5 separate regions of the Mus musculus genome follow, and regions 1, 2, 3 and 4 are each linked to region 5. Evidence: chromatin contacts called from public promoter capture Hi-C data. All regions are on one chromosome and are shown on one strand. Each heading gives the region's core, a stretch centred on a gene start, on an enhancer-like site or on the middle of the called end of the contact. The rest is flanking DNA. Distances are from core to core; before and after follow the strand shown. Region 1 holds the start of Parp9 (poly (ADP-ribose) polymerase family, member 9). Region 2 holds the start of Ccdc58 (coiled-coil domain containing 58). Region 3 holds the start of Slc49a4 (solute carrier family 49 member 4). Region 4 holds the start of Parp14 (poly (ADP-ribose) polymerase family, member 14). Region 5 holds the start of Gtf2e1 (general transcription factor II E, polypeptide 1 (alpha subunit)).

Region 1 (3,967 bases), core at 935-3,434, 1.6 Mb after region 5:
GAGGAGAAGGAGAAGGAGAAGGAGAAGAAGAAGAAGAAGAAGAAGAAGAAGAAGAAGAAGAAGAAGAAGAAGAAGAAGAAATAAACCATAGGAGACCTGAAAGAAAATTCTGCTGTTTAGAGTTTTTCATGTCAATGGTGAGGATGACCATGTGATTATAGCATTAATACTGTTTACCTTCAGGGAATTTTAGTTGGAGTGGGGGGGGGGGGGGCTGGAGGGGCTGGAATAGGAAACGCTTTACAGAAGTGAGGTCTTGAAGGTGTTGGTACACTTAGAAAATGGTAACAAAGTGCTGAGACCAGGCAAACCACCTAAGGAGCAGCCTTCTCAACAGTGGTGCGTCCCACCGGGCGTGTGAAGACTGAGGAAACTGCTTGAACCTGCACGGGCTGTGTTCTGAATCTGTGATAAACAACTCTGACCTAAGGATGTCTGGATAAAAATCTGAAGCTCTGGGAAATCGCACTTTCTCATGATTTTAACCTAGTAGCCTAAAAACTAAAATTATGAAATGTTAGACTCATGACTAACACTTACAATAGTCTCTGGGATGATCTGTAATGTCTTTGCAGTAGAAAAACACTGTACAACACGAGAGCACAGCTGGCCATGCCCATCCAGGAGTCACTCGAATACTAACCCCAAACTGGCCGGACAGGATCCGGGGAGCCTGCAGAGGGCAGTATTGCTTTCACACAAGAAAGACCTCTAAGGTTCCTTGGAGGCTGCAGCTGAGAGGTTGCTTTGGGGTGCACTTGTCTGTCTTGAGGCAAGCAGGCCAAAAGCAAAACTTCCTTTTTCCTTGTCCTTTTATATAGGCTGCTACCAGGACGCGTGACCCAGATTTAGGGCGGGTCTTCCAGTCTCAAAAGACCCAATCAAGAAAATCGCTCACAAGCACTACCCAGCTAGCTGGGGTTTTAGCTGATTCCAGACGCAGTCAAAATGACAACCAAGATTAACCATCACCTATGAGCTAAACTATGGTGTTAACCTTTAGAATTAACACACATAATCCCCACTTTATTTCTGTTGACGCTATAGATCTTACAGACCCTTCCTCTTCCTCTCCCTGGCCTGGAACCCAGCCCTCTGGACTTTAGGCTACTGCTGTCCCAGCCTAGAATACTTTCCTCCCCTCCCCCAACCCCTTAAGATACCTCTTGAAACCTGCTCTTTGGCTTTTGCTTTGTTCACAGGTACTGACTGCTTCTGTGCTCAGTTCCTCGTTACCTCCCTCTCTAGGGACTCAGGGAAGCAAGCCGATCTGTGCTATTCGCTAACTTAAGGCCCTCGAGCAGAAAATCCCTAAGGTGCCCAGCTAACAGGAAAAGTACAGGTCACCAAGCAGGTAAACTCTCTCCACTTGAAATCAGAACCGCATCTCAGTAAATACTAGTTACAACAATCATTTCAAAAAGTACAAACAGGTGAAACTCTTTACCCCTCTATTCCGCTCCACCCTTGAGAGGCCTGAACCTGGGATCCGGGTTCCCGCCAAACTTCCGATCCTGCAAGAATAGAAGGGCGACCTGCCACCGTAGGGAAACTTCCTCTGAGCGCCCACCGCCGAGCGTGCGAACTACTCACCGGGTGATGGCTCTGAGAGATGGCAGAGCAAGACAGGCGGCGGCTCTGCGGAGAACAAGGAGGGACCTTCTGGGGAATCGAAACTGAAACTTTGCCTCTCGGGTCTTTAGGGCAGGGCTCGCCTTTGCTCTTCCCTGTCTGTGCAGCGCCCCTGAGCCCCAAACGAGCCAGACGCGGATAGCCATGGCTTCCAGTCCCGACCCGCCGTCCCCGCTACTCGTACGGCTGCGGGAGTCCATCCCCAAGGCGCACAGGAAGCTCGAGATATACTTCCAGAGCCGGGCCTCGGGAGGTGGGGAGTGCTCTGTCCAGCCCGTGGGCCCCAGCGCCCCGGACACCTACGAGGTGAAGTTCCTAAAAAAAGCAGGTGAGCCGGGGCAGGGGAAACAGGGCAAGGCTCGGGTGCAAGGGTAGAACCAGCAGGTTTCCAAACCGATCCCTGCATGCTTCCGACGAGAGCCCACGCGAGTGTGGCTCTCTGTCTGTGGGAGAGTGCGGTCCACAGACTCCCTCCATCCCACAGTGGCGGAGAGAGCCTCGTATGAGTCCAGCCGCTGATGAGGTCGCGGTTCGACTCCATCTGAGAATTTCCCAGCAGACCCAGTTGAGAGAAGAAACAAAGTGTGGGGGTTGGGATTGAGGAGGAAATCCAGAACCTTGTGCACGCTAGGCAAGTGCTCCACCACCGATCTCGACTCCAAGCCATTTTAATGTTGTAAATAAAGATTCCGTTGACTTATTTTTAAGGACTACAAAAGTAATATATGACTTTAAAGAGGAAAGTCAAAGAAAAATTATCTGAAGATAGTTTGGTGGGGTTTGGTTTGGTTTTGGTTTTGGTTTTTGGTGTGTGTGTGTGTGTGTGTGTGTGTGTGTGTGTGTGTGTGTGTGTGTTTGGTTGATTTTAGAGACAGGGTTATTCCTTGTATCCTTGTCTGTCCTGGAACTAGCTCCATAGGCTGACCTCAAACTCGCAGAGATCCTCCTTCCTCTACTGGGATTAAAGGCAGGTGGTGCCACACTAATGTCCTCAATGGGGGCATTTTCATGCATTCTTTTCTGAGAGTCAGCAAATGAATATACATTCTAAACTTTTTGATCTTGTTTCTTTTGGGGGGCCGGGGGTTTCACCATTTAACTATACAATAACCATTATTCAATGTCATTGAAATGAGAGATTCAAAACCATTACAAAACATAGGTTTCCCCACCACCACCCCTTTGAGACAGGATCTTGCCATGTGCCATTGGTTGGCCTTGAACTCATAATACCCCTACCCCTACCACTACCATTTAAGTGCTAGATTGTGAGTGTGTACCAGCATGCCCAGACTAGAAATGTGATTTCTAATAACCAAATTATATTCCTATGCTAAAACTTAAGCTCCCTTCTTTAGAGTTCTGATTAGCTTCTCCTATCACCAGCCTGCTATTCCAGAATGCCAGAAATAACTGTTCAGGTCCTCTGTATGCATTTGACCAGGAGCCTACAACAGATACCACCAAGGGCCAACTTGGTGAACCAATGCATTACTTATTGCATTGGTATTGGTTATTGGATTTACTTACAGGAATATGGGAAACGACTCAAAGGCAACTGCATCACCAAAGCCCACCTAGCATGGGTGACAGCTCACAAAGCTGGGAACCTGGAGCTCACTGCACACCTACAGGCAGCTCAATAGGTTAGGGAGTGTTCTTTCCAGGTGGCTCAGTTGGTCTAAACTTCCTCCTAAGTGGAGCTTAGAGTTCACTTCCTGCAGGCAGCTTCTCTGGTGGTTTAAGTTTTCTTCACAGCTTGTTTTGTCTAAGAGTCTCCTATGCAGACCTTTAATGAGTCCTCACAGCAGCTCTGTTCTGGGAGTCTCAGGAGGACTCTTCCCAACAGTCTCTATTGTTTATTCATTCAGGGAGGGGCCTATGAGTCTGGTCAGTTTCTGGGATTTCCTGAAGCTATTTTGAGTTGTTTACCTTCTTGCTTAAGGAACTTCTTTGCAGGGTGGAATGTTTCAGTCTTGAGAAAATTTACACAACAGTCCCATACCCTATGGTTTATTCAAATAAAGTCTATGGAAGGCGAACCAATGCATTTATAGTAGTGGCACATGCCTTTAATTGTAGCACTCTGGAGGCAGGGGCAGGCAGATCTCTGTGAGTTCAAGGCCACCCTGGTCTACACCAGGAGTTTCAGGACAGCCAGGACTACCTAAGGTCTCAAAAACAAAAAATAAAACAAAACAAAAAAATGAACAACTAAAAAGCATATGTGAGAACATGGGTAGCTTATGTGAAAGTCCTAAGCTTATTAGGGACATCTCTGGAGGTAGCATGCTCAGACGTTTCTAGAATCAACCTACAGGGATACTGAGGATCA
Region 2 (4,607 bases), core at 519-3,018, 1.5 Mb after region 5:
TCCAGTCAACCATGTTTTTCATAATTTTACCAAATTCATCTAAATGTAAATGCCATAGTAATGTTTTACATTGTTACAGTACCTTCATGTATGTTCTGGTTCTATCTGTGAAGGAGTGGGAACAAAAATTAATGCCTATTTACAAAATTAAAACATATGCTAAGACTGGTTCTGGGTAAACAAATCTTTTGATTTTTTTTTTTTTTAAACTCACAGATTCATTAGGTCTTTTGGCCAAGGGGCTGGAGAGATGATGGTTCAGTGGATAAGAGTATCTGTCTGTTCTTGCAGAGGACTCAGGTTCAATTCCTAGCACCCATATGGCAACTTGCAAAAGTTTGTAACTTCAGTCCTAAGAGATACAATGCCCTCTTTTGGCCTCTGCAGCTAATGCACAGATGTGGTGCACAGAAATACATGCCCACAAAACACCGATGCCCATAAAAATAAATGTTAAAAAAATACTTTTGGCCTAATTATTTACCAAATAAATCAATTTGGTGAGGTTATCTTCAAGAATACCACTACCTACAAGCTACTCAAAGTATTACGGTTACTACAGATAGGGAAATGACATGTTTAACAAATTTTACTATCTCTACTTAAAATACACTTTTAAAGGTCATGTTTTTTTGTTTTTTTGTTTTTTTGTTTAGCTTCAACTCTAATTTAATAGCAGAACCATCATTGTGAATTGATCAACATCCGGATCGTTATTCTTGAATTCTTGGTTAACTATTCAACCTTTGAAATTTTTAGTACCAAAAAAGACACATATTTGACTTAAGTGTTACACCTTCTCTCGGGATCAAGAAGGCGATAGCACAGACCAAGTATTTGACTTAACCCTCCCCCAAGCTTCCAAATATTCATTGTATCGCACCACACACATAAAAAGGCACTATGCCAAATACTTTATCAAGTACACAAGGTCTCTTTCACTTTTTCTCTCCCACAAAATCTCAACTTAGAAGTAGGGGAGTTTTGGTAGAAGCTGGGAATGAAGTTCGGAGAACTACTGAACTATTAACTATCCCTACCCACAGCTTCAGAGCTCGGCCTGACCGCTCCAGAATGACCCGGTGAGCCTCCGGCACCTCCTACGCTGAGCACCTCCGCTTTCCAAGGCCACCCCCAGCCCCCATGACCTCCAAAGGCTCCCCTATAAAAAGCTCTGAGCAACTTGCTTTTCCTACAGTTTGTCTATCCTCCCTTCCCGGACCAAAGCACCGACTGGGACGTGGGGACAAAAGGCTGGACAAGCTTGCCACGTGTGGAAAACCTCATCACCTGGAACTCGGCGAACTCTTCACAGTTCACACTGCCACTGGGCGCCGCCATATTGAACGAACACGAGGACCCCCGCAGCCGACCAATCACCGTGGAGCAGAGGTGTCCGCGGTGCTGCCTGACAGCAAATACCGTGAGCCCGGGCGGTTGCCTTTCCTCTCGCTAAGCCTAGAGCATCGGGTTGCTAATGAGGGATGAGCCCCTCGAAGAAGCGTCGAGAAACTAACGGCGTTTGGGGAGGTGAGGGTGGGCAAGCGGTGAGAATGACTAGATGTTTTTAAAAACATAGCTAAGTGGAAAGCAGGCTTCCTTCGGGCATTCCCGAAGCCCGGACGCCATAGGGCCCTGGTCCCGAGTCCCTCCGCGTGTGTGACTCGCTTGCACAGTCCTAAAACACTACTCAGCGCTTCGCAGTTGGCAGACATCGCCCTCCCTCCTCCGCCTTCATCATGCCCGGGCAGGCAGGGCGTTTGGCCGCATCCTCCGCTCGTCGCGCACGTCCCGCACGCCCGCTGCGTCACGCCGGCACGCCCCGCCCACCCCGCCAGCGCCCTCCCCACGCGGGCCCTTGGTGACATTGAGCGCCAGCGCCGCGGCCGCCGTGGGGTGCTGTGCGTCGGCGGAGCGGGTGGCCATGTGGAGCCTCGGCGGCCTGCGCCTGGCGGCTGGTGAGACGCGGGTCTGCGGGCGGCAGGAGGGGGCATCGCCGGTGGGGGTGTCCTGCTTACTGCAACCGTGTGAGGACCGCAGCGCCTTAGCAGACGCGGGGGGCTGGCCGAGACCCTGGTATCTGGCGCTCATTCACGCAGCTCCCATCTTAAGTTAGTGCCTTGATGCCTCCACCTGGTCCCCATCCTCCTGTGAGCTCCTATTAAGAGTTATCCACGGAAGTAATGCTTTCCACCCTGACTTTCTCCTATCCGTTATTCTACTTGTGCCTTCCTACTTGTCCCTCCCTCTTTAGGTGAGGGACTCAAAGATCTCACAGAATACGAGTAATTGTTGCCTTAAGTTGTGGGTGGTAGTACATACTTTTAAACAATAGTGCGGTAAGTGCCGGGACTCTCTTAGGGGAAAGTGTTATGCTAATAACGTAAGGTCTATAGCCTGTTTTCTCAGTAAACATTGGAGCGGTTGAGTGTTTTGGAGTCTGGTAACGTGAACGTATCCCGCCTCGGGGAAATCTAGAGAGCCTTGAATTATCAAGTTGAGAAATCAGAGAGTTTGCAGCTTGTATCTTGAGGGTCTTTAGAGGGTAGCTTACCTTTTGATCATCTTTATGAACTTTCATGATCTATCCTTTGTTCCATGGCATCAAATTACTACAGAGTTGTTAAATTTTTAGAGAAAGAATAGCTCCACGTTTTGTTATTGGAGTAATGTATATTGTAAATGTAATTGAAGCAATGCAAAAAAAAAAAAATAGTACATGGAGAATAGTTGCGTAAAGAGTAGCCGGTGAAGAGGTTAGATTTTACCGACTGAAAGACCTTTCAATGGGTCAGCATTGCTTACACCCTTAAAAACTCACACCCACTCTGCTCTAGAAAGAAAACGGAGAAAGAGAAAAAGCACTCATTCTTTTACTGGTTTTGATTTGTATCAGTTAAGATCTAATCATCTAAAATCTCGATGTGCATGTTTATTAAGTATTACAAAGTTTTCAAAAGAGCAAGCAAAAGAATCAGCAACCTGTGAGTTATGTGAAAGTCACTTAAACACTGGCAGTAGTTACTTTTCTAGACTGTAGCACACGTCATGGAAAGCTAAAGTGTCTTGGAAGATTTCTGATGTTTTGGAACTTCTCTGCTGGGCCTCTAACCAAGACAGACTTCCTTGCACAATTTAACAACAATTTTACTTCCGATGGGGAATGTTTTAATAGCACACCAAGGATGTTATGGGCAACGACTGCCAGGTGATCTGTGAGTGTCTGGTGTGTTGTGAGCACCTTCCAGTGATTTCTTTTACTTTTACCTATTTTATTAATAAAAGCGCTTTCTGATTTACATTATCTGATTTCTACAGCGCCCCCCTTGAATCTTATTCCCTCCTGTCTTTATAAATAAACATAAATCACAGGGCTAAATAACTTGTGTAGCACCACCTGGTGATAAAAGTCAGCACCAAAGGAGGGCAGTGAGTTTGTGTTATCCGAGTTCCTTGCTGCTGTTGATGCTGCTGCTGGAATATGCGCATGTGTAAGTTAACCATCTTATAGCCAGATGGAGCTTTTTTGTTTTCTTTTGGGACATTCACTATGTAGCTCCGGCTGCCATGGACCTCACTATGTGGACCAGGCTGGTCTCACAGATACCCTCCCCGGTGCAGCTGGGGCTCCTTAAGGTGAAATGCAGATGTGTTTGTGAGGTGGACATACACTTTCATACACAAATGGACTTTCAAGAACCAACTGCGATTTGATAAATAACATTGACCAAGTGTGTGGCAGCTCAATTAGAAATGTAATCTAGGCATTGTTTTCTTATTCAGAATACTATTCAGAATAAGGTCCTCAATTTAAGCAGTGGAGCTGTGCGTAACCGCTTCCTTTGGAACTCCTGGGTGGACTCCCTTCGCAAACAGCCTAGAGGGTTTATGGGCTTTAGTTGCTTGTTGCATGAATGTAGTTGTAGATAGATGCAGGTCAAAGTTGTTACAGAATTGCTACAGGTGAGAGGTCTTGTGAGCTTCTGAAATCATGTTCTGACGTTTATGATCATGTACTAGGAAGAGGGACCGAGGCTTAACGTCCATATCCCAGCAGTGCCGGTTCTCTTAAGAAGCACAACTGTTAAGACTCCGAGGCTAACTAGCTTCTCACCCACCCTGCCATGACTTCCATTAGCATCAAGATTAGCTTTGCCATAGAGTTACTAAGTTCTCAGCTCTTACAAGTATCTGTTAGTACATATTGTTTCGATGGAAGGACTCTAGGAAATATCTTGGATTAAGCAAATATAAGGTAAGTTTTCACATCTCTTTTCTCCTGAAAGCTGAATAAAATAGATACAACTTTTAAGATATTGTATCTTTATTTAGATGTGTGTTGTATGTGGAGTCTGTGTACACATTTTGTGCCCGGGTGAAGGCCCAAGAAGGACATGGGTTTCCTGCTCCATCACCCTACTTTATTCCCTCACTGAGCCTGGAACTAGGCTGGCAGCCAGCAAACCCAGAGATCCTCAGGTCTCCACCCCTCACCGCGCTGTTCCTTACAGCACTAAGGAGCCACACCTGGCTCCTTACGTAAGGGTAGAGGAGTCAGACTTATCCACTGATCCATCTCCTCGGCTCCAAGACATTGTAGCTTTCAG
Region 3 (4,361 bases), core at 1,327-3,826, 1.8 Mb after region 5:
TAACTCTAAGACAGTTAGCATCCATGATCCATCATGGCAGGGAGCATAGCAATAGTCAGGCAAGCATGAAGTTGTAGCAATAGCTGAAAACTTACATTTTGGTCCACAAGCAGGCAGTGGAGAGCGCTGAGAATGGCACGGGCTTTTGAAACCTCAAAGCCTACTACCCCTAGTGACACACCTCCAGCAAGGCCATTTTCTAATCCTTCCCAGATTTCCACCAACTGGGGACCAAACATTTAAGTAGATGAGCCTATGGGGCCGTTTTTATTCAAACCACCACAGGTTATTTCCACAAAGCGCTTAACATCTAGTAGAATATGCAAGGGTTAGAGATATTTGGAACCTGCAAGATGGGTACAAGTATGATGGAAAGGGAATCGACCAGTCAAGAACGTACGAAACCCACATTTTATGGCTAATTAAAAATGTTTAAGAATGTACAAACAGAAGAGATGCTTAGAGACCTCAACAGACCCAGTGGGCATTTTCTCCAGGCTCCGCCCCACAGTTACCTGGCAACAGCCAGGTGTCTGACTCATGGTAAAAGGGGCTGATTGCCCCTCCTCTTTCTCTTGCTCTCTTGCCCTTGCTCCTTAACCTTTCTCCATTCCCCTCCCCCCTCCACGTGCTCATGGCCGGCCTCTACTCCTCTTCTCTCTCTGCCTTTACTCGCTCAACTCCGCTCCCATACCCTGAAGAAACTCTATTCTCTACTATACCTTTGTGTGGCTGGTCCCTCAAGGGGAAGGGATGCCTCAGCATGGGCCCGCGGAGCGGAGGCACCCCCTTCCCCAACACCTGACTACACATCCACCAAACATATTCTCCTTATTTTTATAAAACACAACAGACCCCAAATTAAATTTTTGTGTAGGTCACGGTTTTTGGAGCTTGGATTTTAGTGGAGGTTCTAAGTCCAATACAAATTATTAAAGAATCTTACGTGTCACTTTTGCTGTTGAATGGTGGATAAGAGAGGCATAAAATAGGATACAGGACACATTATCAGGAAGATAAATTGGTTTTTTAAAAAATGAGAGAATGATTTGGGACAGGAGAGATGGACTGTCAAGTAAAAACCCCTGGTGCACAAGTCTGGCGAACTCCCCAGAGACCTCCATAAAAAGTTATGGTCGCATACACCTGGAATCCCAACAGAGACAAGAGAATTGCCACAAAATTCCCTCAGAGGCCAGCGATCCTGGAGTCCTCAGAGGAACTTCTTACTCCACAGTGGTACTTGTCCCGATAGATCAGAAAACTGATCCGCACGACGTTAAGAAGCCACATGCTCTAAAAAGTCACTTTCTCCCAGGCCTAACACGCCGCGGGCGAGACTTGGGATGGAGCCGCGCCCATCCGCACCGCTCGGAGGCACTTCGGCGTCCCTGGCTCGCACCTACCTTCCTCCCCCACAGTTCTCTCGCCCAGGGTCGGGGGCGCGATGCCCTCGCAGCCTGCTGCCATGGTTATCGCGCCGAGGATGGAGAGAGCGCCAGGTGAGAGGGCTCACCGGGATCTGCGGCTTCCACACAGGAAGGATCCTCCGCCTCTGCCGGAACCGGCGCCGCCGCGGTCACGTGACGGCGCTGGGCGTGGCCACGCCGGTTTGTTTTGCTCTTTGGAAGCTGAAAGGCGGCGAGCACGTGGGCTGGGCTGTGGCTCCTTTCTTCCACCCTTAGCGTCTGCTGTTTCTCTTCCTTCTCTAGTCGGATCCTCCATCTTCGCCTTGGCTTTCTCTCAGTCGGACTCGCGATTTAGGAGACCCCGGGGCTGGCGTGCCTACTCTTCCACCTTGTTGGTTCCCTTGGCATCAGTGCCATTCCAGCTGGTTTTCGTGACTGCCTGGGAATACGAACCCCTTGAAGGCGTTCCCTGTGACTCATTTGCTGAGCCAGATATGTCAGCAAATGACTAGTTTTCAAGGACACAGGCAGCTGTCAGAGTTCTGGATTTGTGCATTTGAACAAATGAATGTCTATGTCTATGTGGTCAAGAGATGCACAATCTCCAGCTTTTGCCGTTTATTTAGTCTGGCTAACATACCAAGAGAGAGATCTAGGTCACTGTCTTCCAACTTTAACACAATCCATATTATTTACCCGTTTGCATGACAAACAAAATGGGTAGAAAAAACTCTTTATATGTATGAAGGAAAATTGGCTAGTTTATAATCTCACTGGATGCGTAAGACACATACAAAACCAAATGGTCTTCATGAAACAATACCCTGAGACCTTCCTAAACTTCAGTATCCTGCCGTCTATAATTTCTGCAGTTAGAAACCCAATAAAAACAAAAGTAAGCCTAATATAGACCCAAGCATTGGGATAAGTGACCCGAGGTCAGCGAGTTGTTTATTAGGCACGTGATGTAAACTTGGGCACTTCCTCCAAGCAACCCGCGAGTGACTGACTCAGCCTACTTCGCTCCAGTCTCCCAGCCGGCCGCGATCTTCTACCCTTTCCACTCGTAGGGTCCCGGGCTTCTCCCCGGGGCATTCCTGGGTTCCCAGCGAGCAGGGTGGACCCCGCCTCGCCTCCTCCCCTCGGGCTCGGGCGGCGCAGGCGCAGCAGACGCGCCCGGGAGGCCGAGGACTAGAGCAGCTCCGGCTCCGGCTCCCGCTCCACCCGCCCAGTCAGCTCCCGGCTGGTCTGCGGCCACCGGGACGCGTCGGGCAGGGCCGGCGGGCGGCGTCGCCATGGGCTCGGGTTGGAGCAGCGAGGAGGAGGAGCGGCAGCCGCTGCTGGGGCCGGGGCTCGGGCCTGCGCCGGGGGCTGCGCGCAGGGGCCGGGAGGCGACGGCCGTGCTGCCTGCGGCGGGCCCGAACCCCGGGAGGGTGTACGGGCGCCGCTGGCTGGTGCTGCTGCTCTTCTCGCTCCTCGCGTTCGCCCAGGGCCTGGTCTGGAACACCTGGGGCCCCATCCAGAACTCGGCGCGCCAGGCCTATGGCTTCTCCGGATGGGACATCGCGCTCCTGGTCCTCTGGGGGCCCATAGGCTTCCTGCCCTGCTTCGCGTTCATGTGGCTGCTGGACAAGAGAGGTAAGGGGTCCGGGACGCCTGCGGGCGTGTCCCTTCTCTGGGAGTTGGCGCCTGCCAGGATCCGGGCCTGCCTGTGTCTCCCTGGGCTTGGTCTAGGGGTTGTGTGAGGTGACCCAGTGTAGCTGGCATCCCATTCCTTACTCGGGAACCCTCTGTCCCCAAAGCGACAAATACGGAGGATGCTTTCCAAGTATTGATGTTTTGTGTTACGCCCTTTATGCCACAATCATCAGATGTAGAAGGCTTTGTATACTGTGGACATCAGAGCCATCCAGTGCACTTGCTATGAATGTCTTTGACACCTGACAAAAGTGACTCATGCTTAAATTTCAAAGAGATTTGGGGTGCTGAGAGCGAAAGATCAGAAGAGACTGGTGATGACCAGATGTAAGAGGGTAATGAGCTGGCGTGGTGACTCCAGCCCTGGATGACTGTTGGGAAACTCGGGTCTGACGCTTGGGTTTCTGGAAGGTAGAACCCCAGGTAAACCGAGAGCTTCCGCCTGGGTGACTTCTCAGTTGCGATTTATTACTCTCAGATAAAGATCGCAGATGCAGGAAGGCTCTCTTTCAGTTAGGGACTCCAGGCTTCTCACTTTGCCAATTGCCAGTGTGATTCTGTGAGATGAGGAAAAGGCCAGAGTGGAAAGAGTCAAGATGTTGAATTATCCCTCCAGAGGATAAATAAAACCCCCAGGAGGCTGCTGTGCACGATTTAGACTTCTTAGGTTATGAGGTCGGATACTGGTCGGAAACTGCTTTGTTTCTGTTCAGTCTTTTACGAGTTTTGATACAATAGATTCTTTGGGTAGTTTTGGGACATTGCCTTAGTCTACTGGCCCATTGACAAACAGCCATAAGCTTATAAAATGAAGGACATTTATTTATAACCCCTCTGGAAACCGGGAAGTCCAAGATGAAGGGCCAAGCAGAATGCTTATCTGGTGAGCATCGTTCATACAATGCTCATTTCTTTGTAATGTCATAAGGGAAGTGGCCAGGGATCTCTCTGGGGTCTCTCTTATGAGGGCAGTAACCCTATCTGTCCAGCCCTTGCCCTCAAAAATTTGTTTCATCCCCAGTCGGCCACCTCTTAGTTCAGTCACTTAGCTGGGAGTAGGATTTCAACATAGGAATCTGGGTGAACACAAACATTACCTGCAAAGTAAGAGTGGAACATAGGTTGATATGGAGCTGTGATCATCTGGTGCAACACAGTCCTCTAACTACTGCTGTGGCAAGAACAGAATCCAGCTGTGAGGTTCCCTCTCTTCCTGATGGTACGGGAACCCACGTGGAAGAGACAAGAAAACTG
Region 4 (4,617 bases), core at 327-2,826, 1.7 Mb after region 5:
AACATTTGCCCATATCGAGAACTTTTCTGTTTTCAAAAATATTTAACTCCAAGAAACAAAATATCAACTTTCTGAGCCCAAACCCCCATCCCTCACCCGGCTGCTTGACTCCTGGGTCTTCCTGTCCATTCAAAGTTTTGGAAAGATCTGGGAAAAAAAAAATTGCCAGGCGGTGGTGGCACATGCCTTTAATCCCAGCACCACTGGGAGGCAGAGGCAGTTCGAGGCCAGCCTGGTCTACAAAGTGAGTTCCAGGACAGCCAGGGCTATACAGAGAAACCCTGTCTAGAAAAAAAAAAAAAAAAGGGGGGGGGGAGGGGGGAAGCTCTGAGTGCTGCCTCGGCTTCCTTCCTTTTTTTCAGACCTCGGTCCTCTTCAGACTCCCCATCGTCCCTGTTCTCCATCAGATAGTGTTACCAGGGGCCCCGAGGGGGTCACCATACTCTAGCCCTGGACCGGCAAAGCCTGCTTTAATGCGTATCCCAAATATTCGCTCATCACGCGTTAAGGATATACAGATTCCCAGTCTCTTCTTATCCCGGTCACAGTAGGCGCACCTCACTCCTGTTGCTTGGACCACTCCTGGATGAACTGTTCATATCTTTCGGCCAATCTTGTCTCCAAAGGCAGCTTAGAGGCCATCACGTTCTTCCTAGGAGGGGGAATGGGGGAGGCGGGTGTCGGAGCCCCAAGAGCCCTAGACCAGTAGCGGGACCAGAGCCCTCTCCTGAGCACCCAGGTCAGCCTGGCTTTCTCTCACTCCTGTCGAACTCAGCCACCATGCAGCAGCCTAAGTTATTTTGTGTAAGTGAACCACAAAGCCCCAGAGACCCACCATCTAAGGTCATTTCTTAGTAGTTCTTAGGCTCTCGGGTAGCACGTCCCTTGCCCAGAAGTGCTACCTGATCTTTCCATAATTGGGCTGGGAGCCCATGCTCTTCTGCTCCAACACCTGTGTATTTCTCCCTAGAGTTGTCGACCGTCTCCTGTGTCCCCATACCTGTGTCCCTCCGTTGAACACCCAGAAAGCATGGACGCCAGCACGCGTTCCTCAATACTGGGAGTTTGTAAACACAAAGTATGCACAGATGAGAAAACAGAATTCTGAAGCAGGAAAGTCAGGTCAGATGCCCTCGGGTGGTCCCCCAAGTGAGCAGGGAGCATCCTGAGAGGATCGTTTTCCTTCTCTTATACAGCGTGGGTTTTCAGGTATGCAGAAACTATCCTAGTGATGGAGCAGGGCTCAGCTGTAGCTCAGGTGGAGTGCGGGCGGGGCCCAGCTCTGGAGCTGCTAAGGAGGTGGCCTGGAGGCTAGAGCTCGGGTGGAGGATTGACTGGCTTCTGTTGAGAGCAGGAGAACAAAGTGCCTGGGGGTGGGTGGGTGGTAGCTCTGTGTGTGTGTGTGTGTGTGTGTGTGTTGTTGTTGTTGTTGTTGTTGTTGTTGTTGTTGTTGCACTATTCCAATCCTGGGATAGCGAGGTGAAGATAGAAACTAAGGACGGGGAGGGATTTCCAGGAAATGAAAGCGAAAGAAGTTATCTCAATGTTAAAACTCTGAGCAGTTTTGGACGACCCAGCAGTCGCCGCTTCCTAGTTCAGTCAGGATGGCAGCGTCGGGTTCCTTCCCGCTGCTGGTCGAGGGCTCTTGGGGCCCCGACCCCCCAAAGAACTTGATCAACAAGTTGCAAGTGTACTTCCAGAGCCGGAAGAAATCCGGAGGAGGGGAGTGCGAGGTCGTCCCGGAGCCGGGGAACCCAGCACGCTTCCGGGTGCTCTTCTCCCCGGAGGATGGTGAGGGGCGCGAAGGTCGGGGAGGGTCGCCTCGCGCGGGGTTTGGGACCATGGGTGCCAGGTCTAGCCCTCGGCTGCAGCTCGTTCGGTGCGGGAGATCCTGGAGGCAGAATCTGCGTGGCGAGCGCAACCGGGAGTGGCGTTCCCCTTGCTTTCCCAGTCGCTCCCTGAAGCAATCTGTGGACCTTCCCGTGTTCGTTTGTTTGTTGTTTGGTTGTGAGCCTAGCCTTTCACGGCTGAGCCATCTCTCCAGCCCTTGTTTGTTGTTTTAACTGTCCTGTTTTTATTATTCAGGTGGGGCAGGAAAAGAATTAAGAAACGGGAGGAGTCCAGGGTCCGCTAGCACCGCAGGGTTCTTAGGGAGATGAGCTTGAGAAGTGAAAAGCCCTAGAGCTCTTGTGCCTCAGTGGAGGAGGGAGGGACAGGGCAGGGGTGGGTAATGGGTGGTGGTGTCTTGTTCCTACCTCGTCCTTCAGCCCCAAGATGATCTGAGGTGGCTGTAAGCTTGGAACCCAGGTTGGGATAGGGACTGGGGGTGTTCCCTCATCTCTGGAAGGTTCCTGAACAGTTAAGCAGTTGAATGTTCCCCACCTCTATTGGCCTTCTGCAAAGGAGGCCCAGCCTTCATTTCTCGCTCAGGTGGGTGAATGGAAGTCCCAGATCTGTGACTTCTGGAAAGCCACCATGTGTTAATATCAGAGATTTTGCAGACCAGGGTCATCCTCAGAGTGCAGGATGGAGGGAACATTTGGGCCAGAGGAGAGGAAAGGAGGCTGAGGAGACCGGGCAGTGGGCAAGGTAACAGCCCAGCAAAGACCCAAGAAGGAAAAAAAAAAAAAAAAATGAAAACAAGAGAAAGGTGTAACACAGGGTTTCAGGAAGCCTGGGTAGGAGGGCACAAGAGACCTGCTTAGCTCTGATCCCTTCCGGAAAACACAGGTTTGATTTCACAAGGGAGCCCTCAATGGGCAGCTAGCTAGTAAAGTGAGAATCTCATTTTTCACTTTTCCTAGATCAGTGATTCTCAACCTTCCTAATGCTGCAGACCTTTAACACAGTTCCTCAGGTTGAGGTGACCCCAACCACAAAATTATTTTTGTTGCTACTTCATAACTGTAATTTTGCTTACTATTATGAACCAGAACCTAATCCCCAGGAAAAGATCATTAGATCCTAAGGGGTTGTGACCCACAGGTTGAGAACCACAGTAGAGGGGTCCCAGTTTGATTCCAGCTGTCAGTATCCCAGCAGACATGACCCGTATGGAGAGCGCTTTTCTCTAGAATGTCACTGTCCTCAAATGAGGGTCACATGGTAGGGGTGCAGATTACTGGCATCCTGGTCACAGAGAGGTCGGGGTAACTAGACATCTCCAGCTCCACCCTAGACACTGTAGTACAGTGAGTGTCGACTGAATAAGGATTGTGTACCACCAGCCCTCTGACGAGACCCGAACATGCTAAACATTAAAAAAAATCTGTTGTTTATCTAGACCATCAAACCAACAAAACAGAGGGACTGAGAGACTATCTAAGATATTGGTACTATACTGAAATACACAGCACGGAAAAATAATTGTGATAATACAATTCCAGTTTTAGCCTTTACAGCAGACCCCGGGGCTGGCCAGGTGACTCCGCCCTGAAGGGCTGGGCTCACAATGAAATTCACCAGTCGCAGGATCTCTGCTTGGCTTTCTCCCTACAGGGCTCCTAGCCCACAGCCCCCCAGGCTGCTCCAGGCCATCCCTCTGGTTTCACTTGCAACAGAGAAGACTCAAAATCTATTAAAATTTAACCCTGTTGAGGAGGCAGTCTTTAGGGTGACTAGAATGTCTCTCTATTCACTTTCGGTTTCCTACTTGAGGCACTGTTTCCTCAGTAGGAAGTCATCTGGAATTTCCCTGTAGCAGCAGCATTTCTTTCCTGTAGAGAGCACCACCCTCTGGCCCAGAAGGAGCCTGAGCAGGCCTAACTATTCACTCGTGTCTACAATAGCTGGATAGTACTATTGAGCCTCTCAGCATCCCCTTCCCAGCAGAAATTAGCATATAGAGGTAGGAACCGGAAGATCTGACCTTTGTAGGCTTACTGGATTTGTGTACAATAAAGCATGCATGATTTCCTGTGTTTTTTCCCCTTTGAGCCTGCCAGGCAGTTGTTCTGTGAATGAACTACCCTCTCAAACCCTAACTCAAAACACTGTAAGCCCCATTTCAGATGGGCACACTTTATTATGCTTTTTAGTCCCAATTTGGCTCGTTTATTGTGCAAGGGCTTAGGTATCCTTGAAGTAAGGAAACTCATCTTCTTAAAAATAAGTAAGTAAGTAAATAAATAGTATTTTGCTGGGTGGTGGTAACTTACACCTTTATTCCCAGCACTTGGGAGGCAGAAGCAGGCAGATCTCTGAGTTTGAGGCCAGCCTGGTCTACAGAGTGAGTTCCAAGAAAGCCAAGAATGCACAGAGAAACACAGCCTCAAACACACAAACAAACAACAAAAAGATTTACTTTTATTGTATGTGTATGAGTGTTTGCCTGCATATGTCTGTATACCACATGTATAAAGTGTTTGCCGAGGCCAGAAGAGGGCCTCAGATCCTCTGAACTGGAGTTACAGACTGTAGGTCGGTTTTAGATGCTGGCAACCAAAATCTGCATCATCTAGAAGAGCAGCTTGTACTCTTGTTTTTTGTTTGTTTGTTTGTTTGTTTTTTGAGACAGGGTTTCTCTGTGTAGCCCTGGCTGTCCTGGAACTCACTTTGTAGACCAGGCTGGCCTCGAACTCAGAAATCTGCCTGCCTCTGCCTCCCAAGTGCTGGGAT
Region 5 (4,086 bases), core at 1,364-3,863:
TAACTGTGACACAGAACAGACAGTCTACTCAAGGCTCTGGAAGTTTTTTCCTTTACATGGTATGACTAGGCCCAAATTTGCAGTCTTAGAGTTACAGCTTTAGGCAGAACTATTTATGGAAGATACTAACTTTATTATTTATGGAGGATATTAACATTATCACTCCAAATCTAGTGTTTAAAATAAAAGCCTGTGCAAACAGACAACTGGGCTCACGTGTTACTTTCGCTTCTCACGAGTTGAATGAATTTGGTTGTTATTTACTCCTCTATGACTGAGTTTCTGTGTTTGTATTTCACAGTTTAAGAAAGATGAAACAAGGAATGACAGTACTGACACACAGTGGGAGCTAAATCAATCCCAGTTATTAGTGTTAATTTTAATTAAGTCCTATAAATTAATCACGGGATCTGAAGGACTTATGCTTAGTATGACTAAGGAAAAACTAAACAAGAACACGCACTCTGATATCCACCGAGCAGCCCACAGTCCATGACGGATTTCCTAACACTTGATTGTGGCACAGAAGATGGACGAGTGAAGATTTCCCAACACCTGTAAAGATACAAGGTCTCTTTAGTCAGCTGAACATGGAACCCTAAATGGGACATTTATACCACCTCTTCCAAGCCAGGGAACATCTAACAAATTGTTTGAATACCTCCCGTGACAGGATCCATGATGCCATGCTACCATACTCAAAGGACTTTGGTGCCTACATGTAGGTCTGAAAAAAGCAGCTAACCACATGGTCCCAGACTTATCCTCTGAATGACGATGATGGTAATTCCACTTGCTTTCCTTCATCATGCCTATTAATTTTGAAGCAATGCTTCACCCCCTTTTAGATCTATTGGGCTCAGGCAATCTTTTCATTAACACTAAAGGGCACCTCTTCAAGAGCTAGGTGGAGAGGAAAGAGATGAGTCTTCTATTTTCATGGCTATGAGTCTTTTATTTGCGGGTGTGGAGTCACTCATTCATTTACCTGGCTGTTGTTAATTGTATCAAACACTTGGGAAATCTCTTTGTTGTGCAATGTTATATATAGACCTATCATTAATATTTACTTTTTATTATAAAAACTCTATTACCAAAAACTGAGAAAGTATAAAAAAAAAAAAACCAAACAACAACATCACCTTAGAGCACTATTGCCAGCCATATGACTTTCTCTATTATACCATGTTGTTATTGTGATCATATACAAAGTGTACTTAAAAACAAACAAAAGAACCGCATGGGGCTCAGTGCTTGCCCTACAAGCATGAGAACCCGAGTTGTGTTCACAGAACTGACACACAGCAGCCAGGCAAAGAGGCACACGTCTCTAATGTCAGTGCTGGGGAGGCAGAGAGAGGCAATCCCTGATGTTTGTTGGCCTGACAGCCTTAGCCTAGGGGCTCCAGGCCAAGGGGAGAGCTTGTCTTAAAGAAGGTCGGCGGCTGTAGTGGCTATTCTTGGTTGTCAGCTGGACTATATCTGGAATGAACTACAATCCAGAATTGGAGGGCTCACTGTGATCCTGATCTCGTGGCTGGGAGATTCAAGTTTCTGACCTGGATCTTGAGGCATAGTGGCTATGAATCCCAGGAGACTAAGACAAGGAGATCTCTGAGTTCAAGGTCATCTGGGACAAAGCAAGTCCCAGCACCAGGCAGGGAGGCCTACACCTTTAATCTGGGCTACACCTTCTGCTGGAGACCTACTTAAGGACATTGGAAGGAGGAAGATTCTTCTTCGTTTGCTTGCCTTGTGGGACTGAGCAACTGCTAGATCCTTGGACTTCCATTCACAGCTGCTGCTGACCATTGTTGGGGAGTTGGGCTACAGACCGTAGGTCATCAACAAATTCCCTTACTATAAGAAACTACCCATAAGTTCTGTGACTCTAGAGGACCCTGACTAATACAGTGGCAGAGGCAGGTGTATCTCTTCATTTTAGGCCTGCCTTGTTTATATAGTGAGTTTTAGACTAGCCTGATATACATAGCTAGTTCTACGTTAGTCAGGACTACTTAGTGAGACCATGTCTTACCCCACACCCACTCCCCAGCAACAAAGCTTGCAGTGGAAGAACTGGAATGTTTTTTGTGGCTCCTGGTAGGAGCTCTCCCCTCTCTGGAACCAAAACTTCTAGGCCAGCAGAACCTAGGGTTGTGGGGACAGGAAGCAAAAATTTTCCTAGAGGGTCACTAGGAGTGATAGTGAGTGGAACTAGTCCCTTTTCCACCCATAGACTCCGCGCCCCCCACCTCCCGCCACGCCACCACGTCGACAAAAGGAGCAAAGTCCTCTGGGAAGTGTAGTTTTAAGGTCTTGAAAGGAATTTCAGCTGTCGACCTAAGCGCTAGGCAGCTGGGGGGGTAAACAGCGAAGAGAGAGCGGTGTCGGGAAGCTCGGGCGTGTTGGTAGTCCCAGACGTGGGTTAAGCGGCTCACCTGAGTCTCCCAACACCAGAACCTTCACCCGATCCAGGGACGCCATCTTGCCACGATTTCCTTGAGGTTGACGCCCGTTCCTGGATTCTCACCAATCAGCGCAGGGCTTGTGGGCAGGGCAAATCATCTCATTGGTCGGTCAGAGCGTGACTGATCGAAAGCTTCGGGGTGCGGATTAGCGGGCGGTTTCCAAACCGGTCGCAGGAATTAGGCGTTCGTCCTTGTCTCGCAAGTGGCGTGGGCTGGCTGAAGCCGGTAGTTGAGGTGCTGAGGGCGGCTGTAGTGGGAGTGTTCGAGCATCCACTTGGGTAAACCTCATTCTCCCGTCCTTGTTCCCGGTTTCTGACCTGGCGTGGCATTTCATGGTTTCTTCTATCCGTCCCCTTCCTTGTCTAGTCCCCTCTCCTCGGCCACCTCTTGCTTTGGTCCTCTTCTTAGTCTTCTAAAGAACCATTGCCCCGGAGCGGCCCATGTGCGACCTCGGGTAGGACGGGCTTGGCGGCGTCGAGTGTGGCCCGGGAAGCCCCTGGGCGCGTCTGAGGGACTGTGGGGTCTCGGGGTCTGGACATGTCTGAACACAGCTGGTGGAGGGCACCTCGGTCCGGAGCTGTCTCCGTCGTAGGACGAAGGAATGGAGAGTTCGTAAAATACAGTAACAGAAAACTGTAGAGGCTCTGTAGGATCCACGTTCTTCTAGAACTTGGGAAGTAGTATTTAAAAATAGTCTAACTAAAAGGGCTTCCTGCACCCACTTTGTGTTTTTTTTTTAAATCCCTTTTCATCCAGCATAGTTTTTTCAAAAATCACAAGTTTAATGTAGTAGCTCCTTGCTTAAAGCAATTACAAGTTAAATTTAAAAAGAAAAAAAAAAGATGGCTTATAGCGCTCATTATTGGGATGCAGGTGTGAAACAAGTGATTTGTGTGGAAGCTGGCAGGATGGATATGCTACAAGAACACGTGCCCAGAGGATGTATTGAAAGTTCAGGTATCTCAGTAGAATATGCTAGGCGCTAGCATTAATGAACAAGAGGCCTTCGAAGTAGAAACTGTACAAATTCTGAGGAAATGCGAGGGAGAGTGTTGGATGCCACTGTTGGGGATTTGAGAAGGCCAGGAAACATTACCCAAAGCCTAACTACAGTAGGAGAAAGGTTTGGGCTTAGCTTTGAGGACTGAGGGTGGATATGAGGATGACTTTGCTAAAAAAGCAGAGTGGTTTGAACTTTTGATTCTCCCAGTTCCACACCAGGGGCACAGTGGTCCTTAAAAGTTTTTACAACTAGAATCTAGGTCTGGACTGGGTAAGGTGACGTTGGGAGATGAGATGCCTGATTACTGTGAAGAGAAGAAGATAAATGAAGACCACTAGCTACCACACCAAGAAGCCTCCACAGACAGAGAAGTTACTTAAGTGTCACCTGCCATAGAGACTAGCTAATATAGGAACATGGTCTGACTTTGGCCATTTACTTCCAATCTGCAAGAGGAGTAGGCAGTTGGGATTTATAGGCACCCAAGATTTTTAAATGTCGACAACCAATTCATAAAGTTGTTGAAAACGTTCTGTATGGGCTGTCAGTTTTAGAACTTGATTTAAGGAGCTTTAAGAAGCCCAGAGATTGAATACTCTTGATTTATCTTAA

The links. Promoter capture Hi-C pulls out the DNA fragments that hold promoters and counts their contacts. Capture Hi-C pulls out chosen DNA fragments and counts their contacts.
Region 1: a promoter capture Hi-C map of pre-B cells shows a contact between it and region 5, with 5 times the contacts expected there. The contact joins the promoter of Parp9 here to the promoter of Gtf2e1 in region 5. A contact is called at or near these places in 3 of 39 promoter capture datasets (liver and pre-B cells) and 1 of 115 datasets of contacts at active chromatin or transcription factors (thymic regulatory T cells).
Region 2: a contact with region 5 is called in a promoter capture Hi-C map of pre-B cells, with 6 times the contacts expected there. The contact joins the promoter of Ccdc58 here to the promoter of Gtf2e1 in region 5. A contact is called at or near these places in 13 of 39 promoter capture datasets (the 3T3-L1 cell line, 3T3-L1-derived adipocytes, the C10 cell line and 8 more), 4 of 484 Hi-C or Micro-C datasets (B cells, CD4 T cells and pre-B cells), 2 of 115 datasets of contacts at active chromatin or transcription factors (astrocytes and large pre-B cells) and 2 of 9 other capture datasets (adipose tissue and liver).
Region 3: a promoter capture Hi-C map of neutrophils shows a contact between it and region 5, with 2.8 times the contacts expected there. The contact joins the promoter of Slc49a4 here to the promoter of Gtf2e1 in region 5. A contact is called at or near these places in 3 of 39 promoter capture datasets (liver, neutrophils and pre-B cells) and 2 of 9 other capture datasets (adipose tissue and liver).
Region 4: a contact with region 5 is called in a promoter capture Hi-C map of liver, with 2.9 times the contacts expected there. The contact joins the promoter of Parp14 here to the promoter of Gtf2e1 in region 5. A contact is called at or near these places in 1 of 39 promoter capture datasets (pre-B cells), 1 of 484 Hi-C or Micro-C datasets (CD4 T cells), 1 of 115 datasets of contacts at active chromatin or transcription factors (large pre-B cells) and 1 of 9 other capture datasets (liver).

Annotation. Positions count from the first base shown.
Region 1 is chr16:35,936,687-35,940,653 of GRCm38.p6, reverse strand. Parp9 (poly (ADP-ribose) polymerase family, member 9) reads right to left here and starts at 2,184. Exons shown (of 11, transcript NM_030253.3): 1 at 1,594-2,184. It overlaps Dtx3l (deltex 3-like, E3 ubiquitin ligase), which reads left to right and starts at 1,627. Exons shown (of 5, transcript NM_001013371.2): 1 at 1,627-1,960. The coding sequence starts at 1,777.
Region 2 is chr16:36,068,821-36,073,427 of GRCm38.p6, reverse strand. It overlaps Ccdc58 (coiled-coil domain containing 58), which reads right to left and starts at 1,768. Exons shown (of 5, transcript NM_198645.2): 1 at 1,291-1,768. The coding sequence starts at 1,341. It overlaps Fam162a (family with sequence similarity 162, member A), which reads left to right and starts at 1,867. Exons shown (of 5, transcript NM_027342.2): 1 at 1,867-1,958. The coding sequence starts at 1,925.
Region 3 is chr16:35,767,585-35,771,945 of GRCm38.p6, reverse strand. It overlaps Slc49a4 (solute carrier family 49 member 4), which reads left to right and starts at 2,576. Exons shown (of 9, transcript NM_153550.4): 1 at 2,576-3,047. The coding sequence starts at 2,705. Hspbap1 (Hspb associated protein 1) reads right to left here and starts at 1,560. Exons shown (of 8, transcript NM_175111.3): 1 at 1,407-1,560. The coding sequence starts at 1,470.
Region 4 is chr16:35,868,341-35,872,957 of GRCm38.p6, reverse strand. Parp14 (poly (ADP-ribose) polymerase family, member 14) reads left to right here and starts at 1,576. Exons shown (of 17, transcript NM_001039530.3): 1 at 1,576-1,791. The coding sequence starts at 1,605.
Region 5 is chr16:37,538,316-37,542,401 of GRCm38.p6, reverse strand. Gtf2e1 (general transcription factor II E, polypeptide 1 (alpha subunit)) reads left to right here and starts at 2,613. Exons shown (of 5, transcript NM_028812.4): 1 at 2,613-2,749. Rabl3 (RAB, member RAS oncogene family-like 3) reads right to left here and starts at 2,508. Exons shown (of 8, transcript NM_001042499.1): 1 at 2,442-2,508; 2 at 464-555. The coding sequence starts at 2,487.